Regions from separate parts of the Oryctolagus cuniculus genome. Here region 2 is linked to region 1. The links are chromatin contacts, called in public Micro-C maps. All regions are on one chromosome and are shown on one strand. The core of a region is the stretch at or near the end of the contact, and the rest is flanking DNA. Distances in the headings are between cores, read along the strand shown.

The links. A called contact is a pair of places that touch in the nucleus more often than the background predicts.
Region 2: a Micro-C map of ear pinna shows a contact between it and region 1, with 4 times the contacts expected there. The contact joins the promoter of LETM2 here to the promoter of BAG4 in region 1. A contact is called at or near these places in 3 of 6 Hi-C or Micro-C datasets (ear pinna, psoas muscle and an unstated tissue).

The regions. Positions count from the first base shown.
Region 1 is chr2:87,912,967-87,917,959 of mOryCun1.1, reverse strand. BAG4 (BAG cochaperone 4) reads right to left here and starts at 2,103. Exons shown (of 5, transcript XM_002720783.5): 1 at 1,510-2,103. The coding sequence starts at 1,782. It overlaps LSM1 (LSM1 homolog, mRNA degradation associated), which reads left to right and starts at 1,901. Exons shown (of 4, transcript XM_002720784.5): 1 at 1,901-2,361. The coding sequence starts at 2,316. LOC138848512 (a long non-coding RNA gene) reads left to right here and starts at 3,339. Exons shown (of 2, transcript XR_011386370.1): 1 at 3,339-3,466; 2 at 4,468-4,841.
Region 2 is chr2:88,126,325-88,131,317 of mOryCun1.1, reverse strand. LETM2 (leucine zipper and EF-hand containing transmembrane protein 2) reads right to left here and starts at 2,336. Exons shown (of 10, transcript XM_070068558.1): 1 at 2,313-2,336; 2 at 13-93. The coding sequence starts at 59. It overlaps NSD3 (nuclear receptor binding SET domain protein 3), which reads left to right and starts at 1,940. Exons shown (of 24, transcript XM_051832336.2): 1 at 1,940-2,195.

The sequences.
Region 1 (4,993 bases), core at 854-3,353:
ACTGGCCCAGTCCTAGCGACTGCGGGCATTTGGGGAGTAACCAACGAACAAAGATATCTCTCTCTCTCTCTCTCTCTGTCACTGCTTTTCTAATAAATAAAAATAAATGAACTTTAAAAAATATCCCACATGCTCTCCAACGCCTCTAGTCCCCCAACACCTCTACAGATATGCCTACTCTGGACATCTCATGTAAATGGAATTATACAACATGCATTCTGGGACTGGTTTCGCTCACATGGTGTGATGTTTTCATACTTCATTTACGTTGCAGCATGTCTCAGTATTTCATTTCTTCATATGGCCAAGTAACATTGCATTCTATGAATATGCCACATGTTGTGTATCCACTCATCAGCTGATGGACAACTGAGTGATCTCCCGTTTGGCTGTTTTGAACAACGGTGCTTCAAATATGCTCATACAAGTCTCTACAGGGATATGTTTTCAGTTCTCAAGTGGATATACAGCTAACTGGACTTGCTGGGTTACATACTAACTCTATACTTCATGTTTTGTGGAATTGTCAAACCATCTTCCAAAACACTGTGCCATTTTATTTATCTATTTTTAAAGATTTTTAAAATGTATTTCAAAGCCAGAGTAACAGAGGAGCGATCTGCCATCTGACATTCACTCCCCAAATGGCCACAACACCCAGGTCCGGCCCAGGCCAAAGCCAGGAGCCAGGAACTCCATCTGTGTCTCCCACAGGAGTGGCGGCGGCTCAACCCCTTGGGCCATCTTCTGATGCCTTCCAAGGCAGATCAGCAAGAAGCTGGATCCCAAGCTGAGCACCGCCGGGACTTGACCAGCAACAACCCAGGATACTGCCGCATTTTACATTCCCACCGGCGATGTATTACATTTTCAACAAAAGAGGATGTTACTATTCCTGAACCAACACAGCGGCGAGACTCCGCAGCCCCCTCCTCAGAATACTGCACTAACAAAAACAGAGGTGTAGTTCGGGCCGGACTAGAAAGAACACAGTGCTACGGGACCAAGTGCGTTTAAGCGAGTTCATCTCTCAGAGACTTATCTGCAAATAGGGATGCAGTAAATGGCATTGGCCTTGCAGTCCTTGGGAAGATCAAATACAGCAGTCTACGCAAAGGTGTTTTTACAACGCGGGCTAGCAGGGAGTCAGCCCTGGGCAAGGCAGTAAGGGCAAAGGCTAAACGCCCAGACTGCCCCCTCACTCGGTTCCTTCTCCGCTCCGTGCCGGAGGGGCTGCGGCCGCTTCCCTCGCCGGGGAGCCCGGTCGCGGAGCCACGCAGGAGGGGCAGGGCCGTGCCACTCCAGCCCCCAACACCCCGCGCCAAGTCGGCCTTCGCCCTTTTTTTTTTTTAACTGTACCAGTCTTCGTCTCTCCAATACCCCACGCCATAAGGAAAACAAACACGAAACCAGATCCAGGACGAACCCCAGATGCAGACCAATCCCAATGGCTGTCATCACCCAAAGACCACCCCCCCAACCCCACCGCATCCCCTCCGGGACACAGACCTGGTGGCTTCCTCCGGCCCGACCCGAATCCGACCAGGCGCCTCCCGTGGGATAGTAGCCATCGCCTCCTCCGCCTTCTCCAGGCCAGGTGGTCTCGGCCGGGCCGCCCCCGCGCACCCGCCAGGAAATGGGAGGCTGAGGAGGCTCCGGGCGAAGGTGAGGATACAAGGGTGGAGGCGGGTGCACTGGCACATCTCCACCTCCCGGCCCATAGTAGCGGCCGTAGGACGGACCGTCACTGGGGCCGTAGCCCGAGCGCCTCAGGGCCGACATGGGCTCCGCTGCCCCCAAGAGCTTCCCGCCCCCCACGGCCGGCCTACTGCGCAGGCGCCTGGGGCGAGGGGGCGTGGACGACAACAGCCAATCCCAGGCAGGTCCCGCCCCCTCTGCCGCCGAACCCCGGAAGTTGAGGGGAGGAAGCCGATGACTCCGGGGCTCCGGGAGGAGGAAACCCAAGGGGAGGCACCGTGTTCCTTAAGAGAGTAGGCACATTTTTCTCCCACAGTCTAGCTAATGCAGATTCCTCCTTCTCCCTACTCCTCAGGGACTGGGAAATGGTGTCTCCGGGACCGCTCGACTGCCCCGCCTCTTCCTGGAGATGGGCACGTGATACCGGAAGTGGGTGGGAGTGAAATGAAGGGGTTTCCGGCGGGCCCCCGGCGGCTGAAAGCCGGGGCTCAGGTGCTGGCCCGGGTCGGGGTTTGTGTCCCGATCCCGCCGAGGCGGCGACTTCAGCGGGGGGAAGGAGTTGTTGGAGGCGCTGGTTCGCCGCTGCTCGCTGCCTGGCAGCCTTATCTTAGCTCAAGATGAACTATATGCCCGGCACCGCCAGCCTCATCGAGGACATCGACAGTGAGTAGCCCAGCGGAGCCTGGGGCGAGACCCTCCCTCCTCCCGGGCCGGGGGTGCTGTGTTCTGAGCTCCGTGCGCGCTCCCAGGGGCCCGGGGCCCACCGCGTGGCCGCCCCTCCGCCTCTCTCCAGCCTCTCCCAGGCTCTCCGCCTGGGGAGCCACGAGCTGCGTGTGTCGCGCCGCGGAGGTCCCGGTGCACCGGCTCCCGCCTGCTGTGTTTGGAGGTGCCAGGTTGTTAACCCCTGCTCGGACGCGAACGCTTGCGTGGAAAGAATTCCTCAGAGCAGGAAACAGCGGGCGGGAGGGATAATCGGGAAAGGCTAATTAACGGGCTCTAAGTTAGGGTCAGCAGTCAGAAGTGCTGGTGTTCCTTTCCTGCTATAAAGGTGATGGTGCTCGTGCATGACGACAGTGTGGTGAAGATTTTTCTTGTATTAAAAAAAAAAAAAGGATTTTGAAGGTTTCCACCACAAGGAGAGATTATAGGTATTTGAGGACCTAGATTTGTTTACCCTGATTCGAGCTTTACACAATGTATGTGTTTATCCATGCATCATACATTATCCATGGATGCGTATAATGTGTATGGATCAGTTATATATGGATCAGAGAGGGGCCTGCGCTGTGGCGTAGCGGGGAAAGCCGACATCTTCAGTGCCAGCATCCCATATGGGCGCCGGTTCGAGTCCCTGCTGCTCCTCTCCCTATCCAGCTCTCTGCTGTGGCCTGGGAAAGCAGTAGGAGATGGTCCAGGTTCTTGGGCCCCTGCACCCACGTGGGAGACCCGGAGGAAGCTCCTGGCTCCTGGCATCGGATCAGTGCAGCTCTGGCCGTTGCGGCCAATTGGGGAGTGAACCAGCAAATGGAAGACCTGTCTGTCTCTCTCGCTCGCTCGCTCTCGCTCTGCCTCTCCTTCTCTCTGTGTGTAACTCTTTCGAACAAATAAATAAATCTTTTTTTTTTTTTTTTTTTTGACAGGCAGAGTGGACAGTGAGAGAGAGAGACAGAGAGAAAGGTCTTCCTTTGCCGTTGGTTCACCCTCCAGTGGCTGCCAGGGCCGGCATGCTGCGACTGGCTCACCTCGCTGATCCGAAGCCAGGAACCAGGTGCTTTTCCTGGTCTCCCATGGGGTGCAGGGCCCAAGCACCTGGGCCATCCTCCACTGCACTCCCGGGCCACAGCAGAGAGCTGGACTGGAAGAGGGGCAACCAGGACAGAATCCGGCGCCCCGACCGGGACTAGAACCCGGTGTGCCGGCACCGCTAGGTGGAGGATTAGCCTATTGAGCCGCGGCGCCAGCCATAAATAAATCTTTAAAAATAAAATCAAAGAGAAGGAACGTCAGGTCCAAGACAGCCGCACTTGGATTCAGTTGGCAGTCACTCTCGACTTCCTGTTGTGTAGCTGTTCACAGCTTTCGTGGTGACCATGGCGATTTCCTGGTAGAAACCACTGCCAGCCTTGCTGCCGACTCTTCTGGGAAGGCTGTCACCGGAAACCCGCTTTGTTTCTCTCTCGGTCTCCAAGACTTCCCTTATTCCTAGTTCCTTGCCCGAAAGAGGAGCTCAAGCCAGTACAAAAGCTTCTTTTTCTAAATCCTCGTCTACTCCTCAAGCAGCGGTTTTTGTCATTTCAGTCGTATGTGTCTCATTAACCGGTAATTGCTGCGAAATGGCTCACACACAAACGAGCTACAGTCACCTGCAGATGAAAGCGGGAAGTTGTGATTAAATTGCCGTTTTGTGGTTGCGATCCCTTTAAACCCAAATTACCTCTTTTGCTCTTGAAGGGAAATGTAGCATACACTGGACCAAATCCGTGTATTAGCAACCACTGTCCAAGCTTCTCTCTAAGGATGCAATGTTCCACTTTAGTTGTTTGAGGGTGTCCTCTGGCCCTCACCTCTCTGTATTTACCTGAGTTATCCCAAGTGCTTAACACATTCTGCCATTTTACTAAAAATCATCTTTGTTCTTGGGCCTTCTAATTCCTAGCTCTTTGTAGATTTCTGGCTTCCCCCTTTATTGAAAAGTTTGAAACCAATTTACATAGACCCCTCACTGTGCCATCCCAATACTCACACATACTCTTTCTTCTCTGTCCTTAGGTTTTTTTGTTTTTTGTTTTCCTTCCTCTTGTCTTTCGAGTAGAAAGTATTGCTCTGGATCCAGCACTGCGGTGTGATGGGTTAAGCTTCCACTTGGGGTGCTGGCATCACATATGGGTGCTAGTCTGAGTCCCGGCTGCTCCACTTCCAGTTCAGCTCCTTGTTAATGCACCTGGGAAAGCAACAGAAGATGATCTAAGTGCTTGGGTCCCTGCACCCCGTGGGAGATCCAGATGAAGCTCCTGGCTTCGGCCTGGCTGGGCCCTGGCCATTGCAGCCATTCCAGGAGTGAACCAGCGGATGGAAGATCTCTTTTGTCTCATGTTTGTTTTCCCTCTGTGACTTTCAAATAAATAAGTAAATCTTAAAAAAAAGTACTGCTCCCTTTCTGTTTATATCTGTTATTACTTTTTACTCCCATTGCTTCTGGAGCCTTCTTCCATTGTCCTCTTCTACTTATTCTCTCCCGCCCCGCTCCCCACCTCTCGAGTTTCCCGTCATATGTCACTGTCTCTTCCCCTCAGAT
Region 2 (4,993 bases), core at 1,087-3,586, 210 kb before region 1:
GACAACGCTTACCTGGTTCGGACAATGGCTAAGAGTGAATTATAACTGTAGAGGGCCATATTTGCTTTTGTCTCAACTAGTCAACATAGGGACCTAGACAAAAGAAGTAGACAATTCAGTGTTTTGAAAGCACATCCATTGAAAGGGATCAAGCGTCTTTTTAGCTATTGCAAAAGAAATTTACATATTCAGGGTGCAAAATTTCCACTTCATTTCCAACAATCCTGAATCATGTTTGCTTAGCTCTGGATTTGGGAATGGTACACTGGAGATACTAACACAGAAATAAGTTTCCAAGACGCTGTTGCTCATGAAGATGACCCGATCCTCTAAGATATTTTGATTTTTGGTGGAAAGTATTTACTAACCTTAATCCGAATGGCTAAAAGTATTTAAGAAGCTGCGAAAGGCACACTTATCTGTAGTGTACAGGTGGAAAAGTAAATATTCCGGGTTTGTTTCCAATGAGCTTTGCTCCATATTTGGCCAAGCGGCTCTAAACCGCGGAAGACTGACAGTACTCACTAATCTCACTTATGTAACAGCGAGGAATACACGTGGTAGCCACTTCAGCGTTCCCGTGGAGCTAAAACGGTCTCCCCTGGGTTCTCCAGGGCCCTAACCGAGCTTCCGGGAACCCTGCGCCCGGCCTGCGGCGCCCTTCTGCTGGGGGCGGCCGGGGGCAGCCGTGGACCAGAACATCCCAGGCCTTCAGCTGTGCTTCCTTGCAGCCGTGGCGGGGAGGCGTACCGCGGTCTCTCCTGTGCGGGAACCGCAACCACGGCGCCCATAACAGGGGCTCAGAACCTCTGAACCCAGCCTAACGGCGGATGAGGTCCCGCTGCAGGGAGACGGGACCCCGTGCGGCGGTTAAGGGCTGTCCCGCCCCGGGCTGCGGGCAGCCGCGCCCCCGGCCAGCCCAGCGCGGGGTCCCCGGGGTTACCTGCGCGGCTGGCCCGTCGCCACCGGGTGCAAAGCGCGCCCGCGGCTTCCGCAGCCAGCGGCTCTCGTGCGCGTGGCGTGTTTGGTGTGTGTGTGTGTGTTCTGGGGGGAGGTCAGTAGGTGGATGGTGTGGCGTGTGTGGGTGTGTGTATTTTGGGGGGCGGTCAGTAGGTGTATGGCTGCGGTGTTGGTTTGATGGTGCGGGGCGTGTTTGGTGTGTGTATGTGTGCGTATGTGTTTGGTGTGAGTATGGGTGGATGGGTGTGTGTGTGTTGGGGGCGGTCAGTAGGTGGATGGCTGCGGTGTTGGTTTTATGGTGCGGGGCGTGTTGGGTGTGGGCGTGGGTGTGTTTGGTGGGTGGGTGGGTGTGTGTTGGGGGGCGGTCAGTAGGTGGATGGCTGCGGTGTTGGTGTTTGGTGCGGGGTTGGGCCAGGAGCAGGAACTAGGACGCTGGTACGTGACCGGGGACCGCGGGGTGCGGAAGAGAAAGCGGGCAGGCAGGCGGGGCGCCCACGTCTCCGGGCGGGGTGGGGGGCGAGGTCCAGTGCCAAGGAAGGCGAGGGGTGAGGCCGGCCACACCGGGACCCCTGGGCGGTGGTGGGCGAGGGGGCGGGCTCCGGAGGGGCAAAGACTCGGCCCTGCACCCCTACCTCCTCGGCCTGGCTCCCGGGGACGGCCCGCTCAGTCCTCCCAGGGCCCCCCACGCTAGAAGGGCCCGAAGCCGGTCTCCACGGCTCCACCTCTCGCCCTGTGACGTCACTGAGTGACGACACCGCCCGCCAATGAGCTCTCGGCTGCCGGGGAGGGCGACCTCGGCCGTCGCACCTCCGGGGCGGCCAGGCGGCGGTCCCGTGGGCTGCGGGACTTCTCTGCCGGGTCCGGTACACGGAGCGCAGGTGCGGGGGGCTCCGGCACCAACGTCTTTCCGTCTGCACACGCTTGTGTGGGCCGACGAGGGCGGACCGAAGCCGCTCTTAGCGGCGCGGAGTATGACAGTCGCCATGGGAACCACACGGCGTCACCAAAGACGTCATGATGTGGTCCCCCTGCACCCCGAGAGTACCTAGGGGTCCGAGCGGGTGGGGGGACGAGGAGGACACCCTTCTCCCGCGGCGTGCTGCAGTCTTCACGTGGAAGCCCGAAGTCCACTAAGGGAATTCGCTCTGCAAGTGTGACAGGTGTTGCTTATGCTCGGTAACGCGCGTGGAAGTCTCAGCGGCGAAGGCGTGCACGAGATGACGCACGCCCCGCAGGTTTGGGGGGCACGGCCACTGAGCCATCTGGACGGATTCTGCTTCTTGTTACCTTTACCCATCCATTTCCTTTTATTTTCATTTTGTTTGAAAGGAAGAGAGACAGAGACCTCCCACCTGCCTGTTCGCTCCCCGAGTGCCAGACATGTTGGGGCTGCGCCAGGCTGGAGCCAGGCAGGGGCCCGGAACTCCATCCGGATCTCCCTCGAGGGTGCAGGGCCCAGGCACCTGAACTGCCGCCGCCTGCTGTCTCCCAAGCGCGGGCCTGGGGCCAGGCGCTCCGCTCCGGCCCTTCTGCTAGGCGCCGGCCTCTCTCCCCAGACGCCGCGGAGGCGCCTTCTCCCGGAGAGCGCGCCCCACAGTGTGCGAGCTGAGCGCAGGCGCTGCTCACCCGGCGGCTCGCGGGCTCGTGTTACCGCTCGGGACTCTCCCGGCGTCTTCGGCTGAGCCACTGGGGCTCCGCTGTCCTTACGCAGGCAGCGAGCTTTCCGGCGTGGCCACTAGAGGGCCCTTGGTGCATGCCCGATGTCCCCCTTCCATACGGAAAGATTTCATTTCACGTTCCGTGTTTACTACAGTCGGGATCCACGAAGGTGTCTCCCTGTACCTTCCCCCTCCTGAAAACTCCTGATGGTAAATTCTGAGCTCGGCAAGAGAGCTGTAAACTTGGCATGCACTTTCGTAAGTTAATCACGGCACCACCATACAGGTACTCGCAGTTTTCTGGAAAAGATCATAAAAGGGTGCAAAAATACGTCTCTCAGTTCCCTGGGAGACATTTTATACCGGGAAATATTCTTATTCATGTGTTGTATTCGCTTACAACCAGGCAACCATCGAGAATCATTAAGTATTCATAAACCAGATGAATGACTCAAGCCCAGTCTTTGAAAGATGAGCTGGTTTTCTTTGCAGCCATATGTCAGCAATCCTGTTCTAAAACGGGAAGGGTTAAAGCCCCTTCTCACTGAAATCCATTCCTTCAAAAAGCAATGCTCCCTTCTCCTGTTTTCAGGCTTCTTAATTTCTTGGACTTTCAGGATAAGTGATTTACCATATGAGAGTTTCTGTATATAATTTTCAGAAGCCAAAAAATTTCCTTTCCTCCATAACTCTACCTCTGAGAATTGTGTTCGATTTCTGTCTTAATTAAATTTGCTCCTTTTTTTGGCCGGCGCTGCGGCTCACTAGGCTAATCCTCCGCCTTGCGGCGCCGGCACACCAGGTTCTAGTCCCAGTCGGGGCTCCAGATTCTGTCTCCGTTGCCCCTCTTCCAGGCCAGCTCTCTGCTGTGGCCTGGGAGTGCAGTGGAGGATGGCCCAAGTGCTTGGGCCCTGCACCCCATGGGAGACCAGGAGAAGCACCTGGCTCCTGCCTTCGGATCAGCGCAGTGCACCGGCCGCAGCGGCCATTGGAGGGTGAACCAACGGCAAAAGGAAGACCATTCTCTCTGTCTCTCTCACTGTCCACTCTGTCAAAAAAAAATTTTTTTTGCTCTTTTTAATGGAGCAGAGTAAGCATGTTCATAATCCCATAATTGTTACATGCTGAAGATATATTTTTGTCTATTTTTTAAAAACATTTATTTTCATCTACTTGAAAGGCAGAGCAATGGGTGGTGAGAGAGAGAGGATCTTTCATTCCCTGGTTCACTCCCCAAACACCCCCTAACAGCTAGGTCTGGGCCAGGCTGAAGCCAGGAGCCTGGAAGGTCATCTGGGTCTCCCATGTGGATGGCAAGGGCCCATGTACTTGAGCAATCCTTTGCTGCCTCAATGGCAGGAACCCAGATCAGAAGCGGAGCAGCCCAGACTTGAGCCAGGCACTCTGCCCTTGAATGCAGACAACCCAAAGGCAGTTCAACCTGTGTACCACATTGCTTGTACCTAAATTATTATTTTCATGGCCATTTCCTAAATATGGCTCCACCTAAAATATTAAATTTTCTAAAATTTGGAAGAAGAGACTATGCGTGTACTTCACATATTTCTTTAAAAATGATTTATTTATTTGAAAGGCAGAGATACAGGGAGAGGAGAAAGAGAAGTGACAAAAGGGAGAGAGAGATCTTCCGTCGACTGGTTCACTGCCCAAATGGCTGCAATGGCCCAGGCTGGGCCAGGCTGAAGCCAGAAGCCAGGAGCTTCTTCCAGGTCTTCCATGTGTGTGCAGGGGCTCAAGGACTTGGGCCATCTTTTCCAGACACATCAGCAGGGAGCTGGATGGGAAGTGGAGCAGCCAGGACTTGAACAGGTGGCCAGGACTTGAACAGCCATCCAAATGGGCAGCGGCTTACCCTTCTATGCCACAGCGCCAGCCCCAACATAATTTAAAATTCCAAACTCTTGTTCTGGGCATGATTAGAAGCAGGCCAGTATAAAAATCTTCGAGAACAACTTACCTGATTCTTTTTAAGGGGGAAATCCCGGTATTAAGTCACAGCAACAGCTTATCAGTAAAGCAAAGACAGAGAGGGTGCAAAGAGTAAGAGGGAGACAGAACCATAGAAAAAGAAAATAAAATATAGACCTTCTCCCAGGAGGTAGAATAAAACCAGGCCCAGGTGTTTCTCTATGGCCATTTTTTTTTAAATAACAAATAAAAATGTGCTTTTATCGATTCCTTTAGCTTTAATAGTATTACGAACTCTAATCAGTTTCACCCTTAGTATTGACAGAGTTATTATTATTTTTGTAACTAACACCTATTTAGTGCCCATGAAAATTAGCGATCTGTAGAGATCGTCTCTTATTTCAGTGCACTTAATAGGTAAAGCTACCAGGACCGTCTTGCAGTGG